Regions from separate parts of the Mus musculus genome. Here regions 1 and 3 are each linked to region 2. The links are chromatin contacts, called in public HiChIP or PLAC-seq maps. All regions are on one chromosome and are shown on one strand. The core of a region is the stretch at or near the end of the contact, and the rest is flanking DNA. Distances in the headings are between cores, read along the strand shown. Region 1 holds the start of Dph2 (DPH2 homolog). Region 2 overlaps Kdm4a (lysine (K)-specific demethylase 4A). Region 3 holds the start of Slc6a9 (solute carrier family 6 (neurotransmitter transporter, glycine), member 9).

Evidence for each region. HiChIP or PLAC-seq counts read pairs in DNA pulled down with a chosen protein or histone mark.
Region 1: a contact with region 2 is called in an H3K27ac HiChIP or PLAC-seq map of bone marrow-derived dendritic cells, with 2.6 times the contacts expected there. The contact joins the promoter of Dph2 here to the enhancer-like site in region 2. A contact is called at or near these places in 14 of 39 promoter capture datasets (the 3T3-L1 cell line, 3T3-L1-derived adipocytes, the C10 cell line and 8 more), 3 of 484 Hi-C or Micro-C datasets (bone marrow-derived macrophages and embryonic stem cells), 11 of 115 datasets of contacts at active chromatin or transcription factors (the 230-238 cell line, bone marrow-derived dendritic cells, bone marrow-derived macrophages and 5 more) and 5 of 9 other capture datasets (adipose tissue, embryonic stem cells, liver and 2 more).
Region 3: an H3K27ac HiChIP or PLAC-seq map of bone marrow-derived dendritic cells shows a contact between it and region 2, with 4 times the contacts expected there. The contact joins the promoter of Slc6a9 here to the enhancer-like site in region 2. A contact is called at or near these places in 1 of 39 promoter capture datasets (liver), 1 of 484 Hi-C or Micro-C datasets (liver), 4 of 115 datasets of contacts at active chromatin or transcription factors (the 230-238 cell line, bone marrow-derived dendritic cells and kidney) and 3 of 9 other capture datasets (adipose tissue, embryonic stem cells and liver).

Annotation. Positions count from the first base shown.
Region 1 is chr4:117,890,430-117,894,168 of GRCm38.p6, reverse strand. Dph2 (DPH2 homolog) reads left to right here and starts at 2,166. Exons shown (of 6, transcript NM_026344.3): 1 at 2,166-2,459; 2 at 2,742-2,854; 3 at 3,051-3,274; 4 at 3,468-3,739. The coding sequence starts at 2,313. It also overlaps a transcript of Ipo13 not described here.
Region 2 is chr4:118,149,525-118,153,574 of GRCm38.p6, reverse strand. Kdm4a (lysine (K)-specific demethylase 4A) reads left to right here. Exons shown (of 22, transcript NM_001161823.1): 12 at 265-385. Among named protein-coding and RNA genes, the nearest start is that of St3gal3, 17 kb to the right of the region's middle. Within about 2 kb of position 1,319, at least 70 of the 459 cell types and tissues checked have an H3K27ac peak or open chromatin away from gene starts, as enhancers often do. A contact at or near this core is called in the 230-238 cell line, adipose tissue, bone marrow-derived dendritic cells and 2 more, where this site is marked.
Region 3 is chr4:117,833,570-117,837,506 of GRCm38.p6, reverse strand. It overlaps Slc6a9 (solute carrier family 6 (neurotransmitter transporter, glycine), member 9), which reads right to left and starts at 2,249. Exons shown (of 14, transcript NM_008135.4): 1 at 2,030-2,249.

The DNA.
Region 1 (3,739 bases), core at 917-3,416, 260 kb after region 2:
CTGGAACCAAATACTGCCTGTTCTTGCTCCCAGGGTGAGAGGCTACAGTACAGCAGCATCAGCAGCCCATATATACTCCTGTTAGATTCATGCATACATTTAATCAGCAACCTAATCTGAGTACTAGGTCCCTGGTTCTAAGCCAAACAAAGGCTGGCCCCATCGTAGCTAATGTACTCAGTAGAGAATGGGTTCAGAATGGCTGTGTGGAGAAAGTTGCATTTCTGTTGAGAATATGTGCCTTCAGGATCCACCTGGGGTATGGGAAGAAATGGTGTGGAGATTAGATTTCCAGGATGGATGTGTGGTATGGTATTTTATTTTTATTTATGTTCATTTATATTGAGTACATTTCAAGGGGTCAGAGAGCTGGGCTGCAGCCAGTGTACCACCTGCACCTTGATAAGGTGTTTTAGAACACCACTTGCACGTGGTCAGGAGGGCTGTAGAAAGTAAGGTGGAGTGAGAGGAACTGGAAGGCCTTTCATCCCTTAAAGGAGGAATAAGGGTTACCTAACGTTGCCTGTGTACCCCTAGCTCTCCCTCTTAGCACCTTTAAGGCAGATCAGATCAGTCCGTCAGGACCACGGACAGCGCACGGCAGCCGGACTTCTTCCTTTATTTTCTCAGCTGTAGTTCTGTCTGCCCTGCCCTTCTGGTTACCCATCAGTAAGATCAGAAGAACGGGCTGAGTTCGCCCCACTCCCATCCATGACATCTGAATCCACTTGCTGGATGGGGTAACTGCATCCCATCCTCTGATCTTCCCCAGCTTTTGTACTGATTCTGCCTTTCATTCTTTTCCATCCAGTGTCTTCCTCAGCCAGCTAGTAGCATCAGTGTCTTCCACTTCATTATTTATCCCGCTCCTCAGTCCCAATTAAAAAAAAATGTGTATGTGTGTATGGCTGAGTTTATATCTGCGCACCACCTGAGTGTAGTTGCCTGCAGGTATTAGAAAAGGGACAAAAAAAAAAAAAAAAAAAAAAAAAAAGCTGGGCGTAGTGGCGCACGCCTTTAATCCCAGCACTTGGGAGGCAGAGACAGGCGGATTTCTGAGTTTGAGGCCAGCCTGGTCTACAAAGTGACTTCCAGGATAGCCAGGGCTATACAGAGAAACCCTGTCTCGAAAAAAAAACAAAACAAAAAAAAAGGAAAGGGACCTCCTAGAACTGGAGTTGCACATAGTTATAAGCCACCATGTGGGTGGTGGTAACTGAACCCACTGCAAGCACAGCAAGTGCTCTTAGCCACTGAAACATTTCTCCAGCCCCGTTAGTCCCATTCCCACAGTCCTGATTTCTCAGCTCTCCTGGAGGATGCAGAGATGCGCCACATGTTTTCAGTCCTTTTTCCCTACGGCATCACGTGAAGAGAGTCTTCCTCTCCCATCCCTCCTTATGATAAGAAGTCGTGTGGGAGAATGTGGGATGTAGCTCAGCCAGAGAGTCGTTGCTTTCCATGCACGAGGCCCCAGGTTCAGTCCCAAGGAGGTGGGGCGAGAGAATAAATTCGGGCTCTAAAGCCCAGTTTCTAGAACCAGCAGACATGGTTTTGTTTTTCTTATCTATATGGGATAATTCTTGCTTCTAATGATGAACTGGTGAACTTAGCAAGGGTCAGTGTTTGGTTGACAGACCGTGAGGACAACAGGTTGTGGGACAATTCTCTAGCAGGCAAAGTAAAGGACATAGAGACATTTTACGATGTCTGGCAGTAAGTACCTGCTCACAAATATTCAAACCCAAGCTGTGGGCACTGAGTTGGAAATTATGCAGTACTGGGAGATCCAGCTCGGTCACACAGCAAGACCCTGTTTCAGATTCTGGGGGCTGTGAAGATGGCTTGGTGGATTAGGGAGCTTGCAGCCAACCCTGAAGAACTGAGCTGTATAAGGACCCTTGCTCTCACTGTATGTATATACGTGCACACGCGCGCGCGTTTAAATATGATCAGCAGATAGCGCCTGCTCACACTGAATTAGTGACTTAGAAATTAGAGGGCACCGGCAGGCTGGCCTTAGGGTATCCGGGAAGAAGCTTTAGCCAGTGGAACCACAACACCCACAAGGCTTTGCGGCACTTCCGATTGGTCCTGAGTGAGAGGCTAGTGATTGGTTCTCTGTGGGAAGTCCTTGAACCCGGAAGTAATCTCCGTAGGTCCATGTGTAGTGGAGAGCCGGGAATTTGGAAGCGTACGGTTTGGATCCTAGGACCCGAGGACAGGTTGGTCCGGATCCACAAACAGAGCTGCTGTGACCTCGAGGACTTTTGAGGGTGCAGCTGCATCTCACCCCACCCAAGCTGCGCCCAATGGAGTCTACGTTCAGCAGCCCTGCGGAGGCAGCCCTGCAACGGGAGGCGGGCGTTCCAGGACAGTTCACTCCTCCTGAAGACCTGGACCGCGTGTATGAGCTGGAGCGAGTTACGAAATTTGTCTGCGATTTAGGTTGTCAGCGGGTGAGGTCTGGTTCAGAGAAGGGGGCGCGAAAAGGGGGCGCGGGGCGCGGGCTCTCCTCTGGGTATGGGTTGCGGAGATTGGGACTTTGGGTCGGGATCCGCCCGTATCGCACGGATTACCCACAACTCTGTGGGGCTGGCTGCCTCCTTAGAAGTAGGGGCTTGGGATGTTTAGTGGGTTTTTTTGTTTGTTTGTTTGTTTTTTTGTTTGTTTTTTGTTTTTTTGCAGAGGCTGTTGGTGGAGGAGTGAGGTTGTCGCTGACTTGTGGCTTGTATTTACAGGTGACTTTGCAGTTCCCTGACCAGTTACTAGGAGATGCGGGAGCGGTGGCTGCCCGGCTGGAGGAAGTCACAGGAGCTAAGATGTTCATTTTAGGGGACACAGCTTATGGCAGGTATGGGGTTTCCCAGCCCACAGTGTCTGCCTCCAGTGACCGTGTTTGCACGATGAGAAGCTCCTGATGCCAGCTTCCCTCAGTCACAGTGAATTCCTAGCTTGGTGCCATTTTCTCCACTGGCCACATTTCCCATTGATGACAACTCTTCTCTCCAGGTAGGGAACACCTCTCACCAATGCTCTCTCCCCTGCAGCTGCTGTGTGGATGTGCTGGGCGCCGAGCAGGCTGGAGCTCAAGCCCTTGTGCACTTCGGTCCTGCCTGCTTAAGCCCCCCAGCCTCGCAGCTGCCCATCACCTTTGTCCTTGGTCAGCGACCCGTTGCTTTAGAGCTCTGTGCAAAGGCCTTTGAAGCCCAGAACCCAGATCCGACAGCCCCGGTGGTACTGCTGAGTGAGCCAGCTTGTGCCCATGCCCTAGGTGAGAAATTATACCTGTGAGGGAAAGAAGGGTGGGTCCACAGCTTCATGCCTTAATTCCTCCTATTTAAGCACACTTACCTAGAGCTCTTGGCCTCAGTTGGCCTGGCTTGTCCTTTAGGGTCACATTGAGGCATCTGGGGATGAGACATCTCTTACTTTGCCAGACTTCAACTCTGATGCACCTCTTTCAGAGCCTTTGGCCATGCTCCTGCTCCCAAAGTACCAAGATCTGCTCATCTCCCGCCCAGCTCTTCCCCTGCCAGTGGGATCCCCGAGCTCACAGCCTGAGTCCCTGGAGCGTTTTGGGCGCTGCTTCCCCCTGAATCCAGGGAGACGTCTGGAAGAATATGGTGCCTTCTATGTAGGGGCTTCTCAAGCAAGCTCGGACTCCAGCCTTGATCCCGACCTGAGCAGACTGCTCTTGGGTTGGACACCAGGGCGGCCCTTCTTTTCCTGTTGTCCA
Region 2 (4,050 bases), core at 70-2,569:
GAAGAGCAGCTTAACCACTGAGCCATCCATCTCTCCAGCCCCCAAATTGACCTTTTGTTCATTTCTACATTATTTGTTCCCTGGGCCCCTCTTCTCCCCTCAGCTCTCCTGCCTTCCCTCCCTTCCTCCTGTTTCTGAGACTTTGTATCCCACACGTGGCCCTTCAAGCCTTTGTCCTCTAAGCTCAGCCTCCCGAGAGAGGGGAGGCTCTCGGGTGTTTGCCCTGCGGTGTCATCACCTGCTGATCGGCCCTGCTTTGCTCAGGTTGCAGATGAGTACATGCTTTCCCTGGAGGAGAATAAGAAGACCAAGGGTCGCCGCCAGCCCTTGAGCAAGCTCCCACGCCACCACCCACTCGTGCTGCAGGAGTGCGGCAGCGATGACGGTAAGTCGTCTCCTCTCTTCACTAGACGGAAAGCGGGTCCCCACAGCGAGCCTTGCCCTCACCGGGCGTCAGAGGTCAGGGGTGGGCGTGGGCCCAGGGCCCAGGACAGTTCAGAGCTGGTGGGCTGTGTGATTGTACGCAGCCTCTTTCTTTTCTCTTCCTAGGAGGTACAAGGTTGGTTTTTCAGGATAGTAAGTTGCGTCAGTGATACCAAGCTCTGTGCATGCACAGCTGGCTAAGATATGTGCCTGCCCTCAAGGTGCCCACCGAGGAGTGGGGTTGCCAGCTAAAGGGATGTAAAGAAAGGAGCCCTATCCAAGCTGAGGGGACAGCAGGAATGAGACGGGGAATGGGGGTGCAGGCAGGGGAGCTGCCGGGCAGTGCTGCCTAGCTCAAGCTGGAGGACACCGCTGCCGCCTGAACTGAGCTGAGGGGCAAGGCAGGCGTGGGGCTGGCCGTCCACAGCTCCTCTCACGAGCCTACTGAGGCTGTCCTCACACGCAATAGGGAACCGTGGAGGTGTGTTTGAAGAAGGGGAGCACCACAGTGGGGTTGGCATTGGAAGGACTGCTCCCAGACACCACTGGGCCCGGATGCTGGTGGGGTGGGAGAAGCGGAAGTAGTGAAGACGGCGCCAGCCGGATTGGGCAGCAGTCTGCAGAGCTGGAAGGGTAGACCACAGGGAAGAAGATGAGTTGATGGCCTCATCTTTGTGTCCTAAGGCTTTTGGCTTCAGAAACCCAAGGTTACTGTGGATAGAGAAAATTGATGTGGGAAGACATCGATGTGGAGGAGTATTTTTAAATGAAAGGGTCTCACTCATCAAGAATGCCTAGAAGCTTGAGCAGGGGCTGGAGGTGGGACAGAGGAGCAGAAGAGCCTGGGGAGGAGACAGAAAGGGGAACTAAGAGATCTGTGCAAGAAGAACTAGGAAGTGTAGCTTCGAAGCGCATCTTGACAACAGCAGGGAGTGGTCATCTCAGTTGCCTGGAGCAGCAGGCTGGTGCTGGCAGGCCTCCCAGGTACTGGCTCGTGCATGCTTGTGGAACCAGAGCCACTTGGACTGCTGACTCTCCAGTGCGGAGCCCCTCTCCTCCTCTCCTCTCCTGTGACATGCTGTCACAGCTCATCTCTCAGTTTTCCTCTTAGAAAGTATGGGACAGCCTGGGCACAGGGACAGCCTACAGGCCCTGGGATCAGAAGTGGCCAGACTCTGAGTCTTGTCCCAGCTGTCCCTCTGAGTCTGTGCTCAGAGAGCTTCTGCCTCTTGTATGATTTCTTCCCTTGATGCTTTAAAACGACCCAGGTTAGCCAGGCAGGTGTGCCACACGCCTTTAATCCTAGCACTTGGGAGGCAGAGGCAGGCAGATTTCTGAGTTCCAGGCCAGCCTGGTCTACAGAGTGAGTTATTTTTTTTTTTTTAAGATTTATTTATTTATTTTATGTAATGTATATGAGTACACTGTAGCTGTACAAATGGTTGTGAGCCTTCATGTGGTTGTTGGGAATTGAATTCTTTAGGACCTCTGCTCGCTCCGGTCAACTCCACTCTCTCAGTCCCTGACTGCTCCGGCCCAAAGATTTATTTATTATTATACATAAGTACACTGTAGCTGACTTCAAACGCACCAGAGGAGGGGTCATACGGGTGGTTGTGAGCTAGTTCTTAGACAGCCAAGATTACACAGAATAAAAAACCCTGTTTCAAAAAGGCAAAAACTAACCAATCAGACAAAAAGACACAGACCGTAGGGAAAAAAAGTTTCCAAGAGGCAAAAGAAAAATTATCCAAAGAGGAGTTTGTGAATACTGAGAGCACACACTTCCAGCCCAGGTGTGAATTGTTGTCTGAGTATGTCTTTTTGGAATTATGTAACTGATGTCATCTGTCTCTACTTTTTGTGATAAGCAGTGTTCAGTCATGGCAAAGTGAAAGGAGACTCTGTGTGGTCCCCCCCATGTGTTCATTGCTATCAGAACTTTTACTGTGAGTTTGTCTGCTTTCTTTCTGCTGGTACATTATGGACACAGGGTATAGTATAGCCCAGGCTGTGGTATAGCCCAGGCTGTGGTATAGCCCAGGCTCGCCTTGAGCTCCTCCTGATCTTCTTCCCTCCGCTTTCAGGTGCTGCTCTGGCAGCTTCGGCTTCTCCTGGACACCTGCTGTGTCCCTGAGAGGAGGATGTGGTTATCTGGTCTCTTCACTGTTCTCATTTATTTTTGAGACAGGGTTTCTCGGTTTAGCCCTGGCTGTCCTGGAACTCTGTAGACCAGGCTGGCTTTGAACTCAGATCCACCTGCCTCTGTCTCCCAAGTGCGTGCTGGCTCGCGCTCTCTCTCTCTCTCCCTCTCTCTCTCTGTCTGTCTGTCTGTCTCTCTCTCCTCTCTCTTTTTCTGGCTTTTTAAAAAGGCATTTTTATCTGAATAACAACATTTTCAGTGCGATGCACACGTCTTGACTATAAGGCTCCGTGAAGCTTTACATATGTAAACTGTTAGAATTCTGATCTCTGCAATTTTCACTTAACACAGTGGAAGTCTCCCCTTGGCATTCAGTGTTCACATATGTCATGGTTTGGGCCACTTTTGGCTTCGTGAGTAGAGCAGATGTCAGTATGTGAAGACGGGTCTATGAGCTTGTCTATTTCTGTCCCTGCTGTACTATCTTGGTCCCTCATGTTGGGGTCAGGCACTCTGGGCTCTTAGAGGCTGTCTGGCTCGTTCACACTGACCTCCTTACGCTACAGTGGCCCTTCACAGGGGCTGGCTGTGCACAGTGGCAGCTGCCAGGTCCCTGTAGATGAAACCTGACTATGGTAGGTGGAGGAAGAAATGGCTTCTCTGCATTATGCTAGAGTTGCCTAGAGCGAGCATGTGGGCACCTACAATAGGTGTGCCCACCACAGCTTACGCTAGGCTTCTTTGCAGAGACCTCGGGCCTCTGGGGGAAGGAGTGTTTTTATCGTAGCCAGTAGCACTGCAGTGGTTTGCAAATCCACAGTCCCCTGGGCAGTAGCCTCATGGCGATGCCTGATGGGCGCACTGTCAAAGCCAATTTCCTGTCAGCCACTGAATGCATGGCCAGAGGGATAGACAACAGGGGCTTCTCATCTCCACATGCAACAGCACTTCCTACAGGCTTGCGCCTCCTCATCTGTTTATTGCATCAATCTGTCCCGACGTTTGCTCCTGCTTCTATCAGAGTTCTCTCCAGCGTTCAAAATTGTTAAGGTTCTGCCCTGCTCCTTGACCTTGTGTGTGCCAGGAACTAGTGGGCTTTGCACCTTTCTTGCTTTGTGAGAATAGTTCCACTGTGTTCCACTCTGCAGTGAGTCTCACTCTTGTGGAAAGATGAACCCAGAGGAGGATTTTTCCTTGGTCGTGGTTAAGGGTGCCTGAGTTGTGAGGCCTGCTGCTGCTGCCCAGCACACTGAAGAGAGATGAGGAGTCTATGGCCCGGGGCTCTGAGGAAGGCCAGCAAGTTGCTGGTTGAGGCTTTATAATACTTGATGCTCTTCAGGATCAGCATTTTCCTCCCTCTCTCCCAGTCTTTGAACATGCAGTAGCCAGTTTTATTTCCTGGCTACTGGATTATGCCTGTGAGTTCTCCACTCACAAGCTCCTGGTTGACATAGACATTTAGTGGCCAGGAAGAAGATTCATCT
Region 3 (3,937 bases), core at 1,000-3,499, 320 kb after region 2:
GGGGCACCAAGCCAGCTACTTGCTGCAAACTCAGGGGCTTCCTGCATCCCCACCTTTGCTCGGGCAATAGTTCCCTCTGTAAGGGTCTCTGGTCCCCAGTTTTCACTGGTCAATACATTGCCTACCAACATCAAAACCAGACCCCATGCCATTATCTTCATGAAGCCTTCCTCCTCCTTCTGCAGTCGACCCTTCCATGGTACCCTTCAAGAATGCAATATATGCAAGATGCTGGCTTCTGTCCACCCCCTCTGTCTGGAGAGGTCTGCCAGGGCAGACGTGTGGTTCTTCTATATCCTGAGAACTATACTACTGTAGTCCCGCTGAACATAAGGAGGAAGGGAGCGTTTTCTCTGAAGTCTTTGAAACACTTGGGCACGCTCAATGTTCTCCGCTAGTCCCTAACCAATCCTATCACCCGCTCTCTAACCTTTTGCCTCTCTGGAGATGTCTTTATCTTAGGTGTTCTTTTTGCCCATTCCTTGCCCTCTATCCTTTATCTTTCTAACAGTCATAGCCTCAGACTTGCTTCATTTAAAAAATAGAACAGAAACCAGTCAGTGGTGGCACACACCTTTAGACCCAGCTCTTGGGAGGCAGAGGCAGGCAGATCTCTGAATTCAAGGCCAGCCTGGTGTATAGAGCAAGTTTCAGGATAGCCAGGGCTACGCAGAGAAATTCTGTCTCAAAATACAAAACCAAAAAACAAGAAAAAAAGGAAAAAAAGTAGAACAGGCTTTGTGAGGGAGCTATCATAGAGTGCTAGGTGGGTACGCGGCTCCTTTAAGAGTGACTAGCGAGGGGCGTGGCCTATGGAAAACAGACCCGAGAGGGGGTGCGGCCCCTTTAAGTAGCTGCCCGGCCGGACTTGAAGGCCCGGGACGGGCTGGCAGTGTGGGGCGCGGTCACTTTTGGAGTCATGGCACCGCCCGGAGTGCCCACTTCCTCGAAACGAGACCGGTTCGCTTTAATCAGTGTGCAAGGTGTGTTGGGGGGCGGGCGTTACATCAGCCACCACGTGTGCGCCTCTCAGCTGGCGTGGAGGATGCCGCCCCGCCCCCCGCGGTGGAAAAGTACCCGGGTGCCGAGGTCTCCGCCCCCTTGCCCCGCCCCCGCCCGTCCTCGGCCCCTCCCGGGTCTGCGGGCAAGCCCCCTCCCGGCTCGCTGGCCTCAGCTCCGGCCCGTGTGTGGCTGCCTGCTGCGGGGTACAGGCTGGGAGCAGGCGCTCGGGAGCTGCGGGAAACCAGGCCTCACCTGTGGCCGCCCGCACTCGCCGCAAGCATGCCCAGAAGGAAGGCTAGAGTGAAGGCTCGAGTGGCAGGGCGTGGATTTTTTCCCCCCAGAGTAGCAGTCCCCCAAAACCACTCTCCGCCCCGCAATCCCTTCTCAACGCTGCAGCCACGCGAGCCGCGGACAAAAGAGAACCGGAGGGCGCTGGGGTTCTTCCTCGCTGCTTCCCAGGAACCGCGGGCGCGCGGGAACCGGCACCCGGCGGGCGAGTGGGCGGGCAGATTAGGAAGGCCGCCGGCTGCGGCGCCCAGATAGATAGCCAGCACGGCTGGGAGAGGAGGTGGGGCGAGAGGCTGCACGCGGGGCACAGACCCCGCTGCCGGCTCCCGGCCGCGGCAGACCCACTGGCGCCCCAGAAAGACCGAAGACGCTCTTCGGTTCCGGCGCTGCGCGCACAGCCCCGTACCAACCACCTCCGACCGAGCCGGCGTCGGCACGCAACGCACCCCCTCCATTCCGAAATCACCCTCCCTCCCGTCTGCTTTAGTTCCTTGGTGACAACGATGACACACAGACACACGCACCTACCCAGACCTTCGCGGCGAGACAGACATCCCAGTGCGAGCACTCACACTCTTAGCCACAGATACCCGCAAGCAAACGCTATCTCATCCACGCACCACACACACATCCATACACATCCTGGGGCTCAGCCTCCCAGAGTCACAGAAACGCCCAGAACGACGGCTGGACAGACCTAGGCTCGGGCCGCAAAGCCCCCTTCCCCCAGCTCTCTTACCATACTGCTGCCCCCGGCCCAGGCGTGCTGGGTCCGCACCGCGGTGCGCCCAGGTGGCTTTCTTAAAGGGAAAGTTGCATCAGCCTCCCGAGGCTCTCTGCAGCCGCCAGTCCTCCCGCCCCGCCGCGTTGCCTGCCGCTCCTCCAGAGCTTGTTGTGTTTTGGTTTCGGGGAGGCGGGGGCTAAGAGTTTGGTGAAAGTTTGGAGAGTGAAGAAGGCTTGAGAAACCTAGCCAAGTCCCTCCCCTCCCTGAGCGGCTCCCCTGGCCGCCCTCCCCCGCCCTGGTCCCATCTCCTCCCTCCCGCGTGCCGACTACTCAGACTCCTCCTACCAGGGAATAAGATTACAAGTGGCTCTAGTTTTCTGATGATTGATCCTCACGAACCCCTGGGAGTGGGGCTCGGCAAAGGAGTCCCCTTCTCCTTCGCCTCTCTGCCCTTCAGTTGGGACACTTGGAGGAAGCAGATGTCCTCCCCTTCGGGCTAGGCTTGGAACGAAGCCAAAAGGCCTGGGGCGCTTTGGGGGGCTGGGGCTGCAGTTAGCCCGCCAGGCCCCTGGCCTTCTGCGCCTGCGTTCCCCCTAGAGAGACGTCAAGAGCAAATTCCGTTCCCTTTGCAGTAGCGCCGCTAGAGACTGTGGGCACAGCTGAGTAAAGCCTGGGGCCCACTCCTTGGAATTGCAAGGCTGGGGAGCCCTTTCTCCCCGAATTCTCCACCACTGATTTGATCAGCCCTACCTGGTTAGTTGTGCCACAGAGCCTACCTACTTCAGGTGCCTGGATTGCAGTATCTGCCAAAAGATGCTTTGTTGAGCCTCAGTTTCCTCCTCTGCAAAATGGAGAGAATGACTTAAGGAAATGCATACCCACGTGAAACTCATTGCTCCAGATTGGCAGTGGTGCCTAGCAAATGGAACAGGCTGCCACATTTGCTTACCTTGAGCAAGCTGCCAACCCTCTATCAAACCAGACAATACTGATTGCCAGAGGACTGCTGTTGCTTCGCAGGTGCTCTGCAAAAGGCCCTGGTCTGGAGAGGCAGGCTCCGGATTCCACTCTGTGCCCCGAGTTCTCACCATTTTCCGGCCAGGAAACTTGCTTGTTTATTGACATCCAGTCTCCAAAGAGCAGGCGCATCCATGTCAAAGCCGCGCACAAGATCAACTGGTGTGAGAAGCCACCTTATTAATTTATAATCACTGAAAAAGACAGCAGCCAGCACACTCCCTTCAGTTGGGCCTCTCTCTACCCCACGGCTCAACCACAGCCCTTTCCCAGAACTACCTTCTTATATACTGCTTTCTGCTGTCATGGAACTCACAATCTGTTCATTCTCGAGATTTGGTCAGATCTAGGAAGGCACTTATGTCCCTTTTGAGTTTGCCCGTGAACACAGCAGTTATAAGCCTGCTTGGGGTTTATAGTCTCCCACGAACTAATTACCAGAGTTTTGTATAGAGTAGAGAGGGGACACACACGCAGATCTACCTAAGCAATCTGTTGTGCCTGTGGGCTTTTTTTTTGGGGGGGGGGATTTGAGACAGGGTTTCTCTGTATAGTCCCGGTGGCTGTCCCGGAACTAACTTTGTAGACCAGGCTGGCCTTGCACTCAGAAATCCGCCTGCCTCTGCCTCCAAGGGCTGGGATTAAAGGCGTGCACCACCACCACCTGTGGCCTTTAACTTTGCTTATGTAGAAGTTTCTGGGAGTCTAACTGTGGGTCCTGCAGCAGGCTGTGTAGTTGTGTGTGTGCTCAAGTCCTGGATCTGACCAGATAGTATCTAAACACTTCTCATCTTCCCTACCAGGACTTGGGTTCCTCTACAAGTTGTTTATGGTCTCTCATAGCCTGCCTCCTCTTTAGATTATCCAAAATGGCTCCTTCCCAAGACAGATGGACAGGAGGCTCTT